Regions from separate parts of the Mus musculus genome. Here region 1 is linked to region 2. A link is a contact called in public HiChIP or PLAC-seq data. All regions are on one chromosome and are shown on one strand. The core of a region is the stretch at or near the end of the contact, and the rest is flanking DNA. Distances in the headings are between cores, read along the strand shown. Region 1 has its middle 19 kb from the start of Mrpl15. Region 2 has its middle 16 kb from the start of Gm22307.

Evidence for each region. HiChIP or PLAC-seq counts read pairs in DNA pulled down with a chosen protein or histone mark.
Region 1: an H3K27ac HiChIP or PLAC-seq map of extraembryonic endoderm stem cells shows a contact between it and region 2. The contact joins two enhancer-like sites. A contact is called at or near these places in 1 of 15 datasets of contacts at CTCF or cohesin (stem cell-derived epiblast-like cells), 2 of 484 Hi-C or Micro-C datasets (forebrain and nephron progenitors) and 8 of 115 datasets of contacts at active chromatin or transcription factors (cardiomyocytes, differentiating embryonic stem cells, embryonic stem cells and 4 more).

What each region holds. Positions count from the first base shown.
Region 1 is chr1:4,765,545-4,768,244 of GRCm38.p6, reverse strand. No RefSeq gene overlaps it. Among named protein-coding and RNA genes, the nearest start is that of Mrpl15, 19 kb to the left of the region's middle. Within about 2 kb of position 1,329, at least 17 of the 459 cell types and tissues checked have an H3K27ac peak or open chromatin away from gene starts, as enhancers often do. A contact at or near this core is called in extraembryonic endoderm stem cells, where this site is marked.
Region 2 is chr1:4,543,387-4,546,086 of GRCm38.p6, reverse strand. No RefSeq gene overlaps it. Among named protein-coding and RNA genes, the nearest start is that of Gm22307, 16 kb to the right of the region's middle. Within about 2 kb of position 1,281, at least 33 of the 459 cell types and tissues checked have an H3K27ac peak or open chromatin away from gene starts, as enhancers often do. A contact at or near this core is called in extraembryonic endoderm stem cells, where this site is marked.

The DNA.
Region 1 (2,700 bases), core at 80-2,579, 220 kb before region 2:
AAATTCTGCTCTATACAATATTATGGAGAAAAAGGTTTTAAAATATCACCATTAAAATAAAAAAAAAATTAAAACAAACAACACAAAACAAACAAAAGCCCAGAAACAATAGATTACAAGTTCAGGTAAATATTTGGAAATAATATCGCTCACTTTATATCATCGGTCAGGATGAAGCCACAATAAGAATTAGTAAGTCGTACTGAAGAATACTTGCTTTAAACTGTGTGTGTGACTGACTTCAGGAAACACACTCATTAAAGAGATGTGAAAAATACAAGAAAGATGGCATCATTTTTTAATGATATAAATAAACTGCGGAACCTTTAGCCTATTAAACATCATCAAAGACATCCAGTCAAGGTCACTGATAAAAATGAACTTCCTGCTTCTTTCCTTTAGAATAAACAGATCTATAAATTGAGACTTGAGGCCTACAGCTACAGGGAGCGCCCAGCAATAGCCACAACATGACAGCAGCAGTGGCAAGCACCTCCAGTCTTGCTCCTGTGCCTCGGGCCAAGCACAGATGTCCTGGCTCCTCACCCTCTTGTAAGCTTGCAGAAATGAGATGGCAGATACTCAGCCGCTCCAGGTTTTAATGGCTGTTTTCTGAACTTGGGTCAAGCACAGATGTCCTTATTTCTACCACCCAGCTGATCAGCCTGTTGATACATCTTGTGGTTTTAAGGCTTACTATCTTCAGGAGTGGACTTGTGGGAAGCATGGCGACCGTGTGCACGAGCACCAGAGGAAGCAGAACTAGGATGCGCTGTCAGGGCTGGGCTAAAGAGGCACTTAGAAACTGTTATAGGCCGGGCAGTGGTGGCGCACGCCTTTAATCCCAGCACTTGTGAGGCAGAGGCAGGCGGATTTCTGAGTTCGAGGCCAGCCTGGTCTACAGAGTGAGTTCCAGGACAGCCAGGGCTATACAGAGAAACCCTGTCTCGAAAAAACAAAACAAAACAAAATAACAACAACAAAAAGGAAACTGTTATAGATCCAGATGTGGATTCCTAGAAGGAACAGCTCCCACAGCAGCTGTGTAGCCCAGGCTCGTTCTGAGGACTTCATTGATCTGTTGCAAAACAAATGTTCTACTTTCAAAAACTAGAAGAAAAAAAGTGAGAGAAATATCAAACTTTATCAAATGTGGATGGAAGGTGAGGAGAACCGCAGTGTTTGGGTTAAAAACATCGGATTCAAGAAGGCATCCAAAACAGTATGTAAAGGTTACAGTCTGGCGACAGCTCTCAACAGTAGCGTGGCCTGCTGCTGCCTGCTGCTGCCGTCTGCTGCCTTGTGTAGGATGGGGAGAGCGTGTTCTGCTCTTTGTTCTACTTCCCGTTCAGGGGAGGAACTCTTTCCCACCTCCTGCCTGGCTCTCTCAGGGTGAGAAACATATAGTAGTATCAAGATCATAATTAGAACGCAGTGTCCCAAATCCTATTATAACACAAAAGAAAACCAACAGGGCTGTTTCTGGCTCCTCAGTACAGTGTGTAATAACCACACTAGCTTGTTAGAGGCGGGGAAAGTGAAGAAAGACAAAGGTTATTCAGCCGTTCTCACTGAACCGTAAGGAATGTGTCCTGTGTGTGGTAACTTGCTGAGTAGCTCTGGGTCTCAGCTCTGTGTCACTGGACATCATGGACACTCACCAAGAGATCTCACTATCAAGAGCAGGTCTTACAGCTCTTTTTTTTTTTTTTTTTTTTTTTGGTTTTTCGAGACAGGGTTTCTCTGTGTAGCCCTGGTTGTCCTGGAACTCACTTTGTAGACCAGGCTGGCCTCGAACTCAGAAATCTGCCTGCCTCTGCCTCCCGAGTGCTGGGATTAAAGGCGTGCGCCACCATGCCCGGCTGATCTTATAGCTCTTACGCAGAGCCAATGCAAGGTCCAATGCAAGGTCCACTCTTCTTGGCCTTCCCAAGATAATTTTGTGAGTGAACTCACAGATCAACCCACTCTACAAAACTAAGCATCAAAGCCTCAATATTTTAAAGTACTCAACTCCTACAGGCAAAAACCAAAAATAAGCTGGAGAGATGGCTCTGTGATTAAGAGCACTTACTGCTCTTCCAGAGGTCCTCAGTTCAATGCCCAGCATATCAGGTGGCTCAGAACCCCCTGTCACTCCCTCTCAAGACGATGTGCCACCCACTTGTGGCCTCATAGGCACTGATTACACACGCACACTCACATGCTTGCACATACATTTCAGAGAAAGCTGGGAGTGGCTGTACATGTTTAATCCAGCACTAGCACTCGGGAGGCAGAGGGAGGTCCATCTCTGTGAGTTTGAGACAACCTGGTCTACATAGTGAGATCTGGGAAAGCCAGAGCTGCATAGTGCAACTGTCTCAAAAAGTTTTTTTTCTTTTCTTTTCTTTTCTTTTCTTTTCTTTTCTTTTCTTTTCTTTTCTTTTCTTTCCTTTCCTTTCCTTTCCTTTCCTTTCCTTTCCTTTCCTTTCCTTTCCTTTTCTTTCTCTTTTTCCTTCTCTTCTCTTCTCTTCTCTTCTCTTCTCTTCTCTTCTCTTCTCTTCTCTTCTCTTCTCCTCTCCTCTCCTCTCCTCTCCTCCCCTCCCCTCCCCTCCCCTCCCCTCCCCTCCCCTCCCCTCCCCTCCCCTCCTTTTCTTTTCTTTTCTTTTCTTTTCTTTTCTTTTCTTTTCTTTCTCTTTTTAAAGAAAACCAAAAAAA
Region 2 (2,700 bases), core at 32-2,531:
GGGCTAGCAGACCCCTTGGAGAACACACAGGGAGGAAGAGTGGCTTCCTCTGCTCAGCAGAGATCGCAAGACACACATGGCCCAAACTGGAGTTTGAGAGGTTGGTGATTCAGGTCTATGCATTGAAGACCATGCATAAGGCACACAGAAAACCACTCTGCAGTATGGTAGAGACTGGATGAGAACTTTGCTATAATTGAATCCTGGTCTCTGGCTGAGTTCACTAGTGAAGAACAACATCAGAATCTCTAAGTATGGTCCTAATTGTCAGAAAGTGCTGAATAAATGAGGGAATGACTGAGGGGTTACTGTGTGTGTGTGTTTATGTGCACATGCATGTGGAAGCCAGAGGAAAACCATGGGTATCACTGAAAATGCCAGTGAAGACGGGGTCTCTTTCTGGGATTCGCACTCACCAGTTAGCCTAGGCTATTTTGCAAGACCCAGGGATCTGCCTGTTCAATACCAATGGGATTACAGCACTTGCCTCCATGCCTGGCTTTTCACATGGATGCTGGGAATTGAATTGAGGTCCTTAAGTTTGTGTGCTCATCACACTCTCAGCTAAGCTATTTTCTCAACTCCTGAGTGGTTGTTTCAGTTCATTAAGCTGTCTCATTATTTGTGTTGTTTATATTTAAAATATGAATATATCTCAAGTGTCTAGAAAGTAAAAGGGCACACATTACAAGCAGAAGTGAAATAAAATGTCCAGGTCGCTGGTGGCTAACTACCCAGGGTTCCTATCCCAGTGTCACTGATGTTAAATGAGTTATTTAACTGCCTGGTGTCTCTGGGTACTGAAAACTCTGACAGCACCAAACTGAACATGCTATCATCAAGGTAAAATGAGTTTGGATTTGCAAAGTCCCTAACCTAAAACTTGGTAACAATTCCTAATAACTGTGCAATTACTATTAAATAATAGAAATTCTAATACCTCACATTTTGATTTAATAGCATTACCTGTTAAGACTGAGTCCCCTGAGAGTTGTGATTCCCAAAGCCCTCCTTCCCACCGCATTGCTATCCGTTTCCTGTCTCTCACATATGCTTGTGGTATATGTCACTGATCTATTTGTCTGCAACAGAGAGAACATAGCTTCCTTGCTAGACACCATGTGAAAATTTGGAGGCAGCTATAAGGTCATAATATTTCAAAGTCTGCATGACTATTCCTTCTTATCCAAAGCACCACGGAGACAGTTGTTCACTTACCAGTGATCCTTCAGAACTCTGCTCCAGAAGGCTAATGAAATAGCAGGGTGGAGCTAGAGAGCTGGCTCAGCTGTAAAGGCACTTGCTAATCAAGCTGGATGTGTATGATCTCTGAACTCATGGTAGAAAGAGAGAGTTGACTCCTGAAAGTTGTTCTCTGACCTCCCCTGCACTATTAACATAAATGGGAAAAAGTAAATGTAAAAAGACAGAGATTGAGGAAAGACACCTGATGTTTACCTGTAACCGCTTACATCAACGGAAAAGGAAAAACAAAAACAAACAAACAAACAAACAAACAAACAGTAATTTGGCCCAGTTGTGCAGTGTTGAGGGTTCCTGTGGCATTCTCTTCACACTTTCTGTTTATTGGATGTTGGTTTTTAATTGTACTGTTCAGCCAACCCCACAGCCTGTGCTTTTGTGTACAGAAAAACTGTATCAAGCCAAAGTGCAGAACAACAGACAGCAGCCTTGGGGCTTTCACTTTTAAAGAGTTTCCAAGCACCCAGCCCTTTTCCTAAAGGGCTCTTTTCCCTTTTATGGATGAGCACCTGGCTCCAAGACAGTGTAAACAGAACTTCCTGCCCCAGGGACGGGCTGGCTCCTGCAGGAGCCCAGGGATCCTTTGGGAAAAGTTGATAGGAACTGTGAGCTGTGTGTGACCTGAGGCTCAGCAGCCAGCTGAGCCAAAAGGGAGGGAAGCACGTTTAACAGCCCCTTTGTGTGGACTCTGGTCCCAGAAGCACTTCTGGGAAAGTAAGTCTGATGCCGTACACACAGTTCTTGCAAAGAATGGCAGGGAAGCTGGCCTGGAGAGCGCCAGGCCCAGATTAGGCGCCTGAATCCTGGACCGAAGTAATTGGAGGAATTGAGAGATGTCTGGAGTTCCCATAGTTCCAAGATCCTGGGCTTCAGTGTGCAGAGCAGGAGGGTTAACAACTAGGAGCTCCGTGGGGGAGCAGTAGCATAGCCTAGCAAGTCCCAGGGTTGAAGAAAGAAGACAGGAAGAAACCAAATGGCTTCTGTACATCTTAAATGGAGTTCAGCAGTCCATAATTTTCAGATTGCTAAATGCTTGCTAAGGGCATGGAAGTTAAAATGCTTTGTTCTCTCTTGGACTTTAATGTTTTCCCATACTTTTAAATGATTATGGTAAAAACATTGATCCTATGGCTGGCATAACAGTTTTGATTCACTCTGATAAATTTTGCCTTTCGTGCTAATGAGCCCCATAATCTCACTCTCAGCAACAGAAAAGAAGAAATGAAAACTGTATTTAAGTGTGTAAATCTCATGCAAGGCCTGAGCTTTACCACCAAGCCTCACCCTACATAAATGTCATTTTGATGGTAACTACCATTCCCTGAGAAGCTAACATTTCCCTGTATCAAGCAATAAGTTAATCTCGTAGCCTTCATCAGTTAAACTAGTTGAGAGACAGTGAGATGGCTCAGTGGGTAGAGTCACCTACAAACCTGA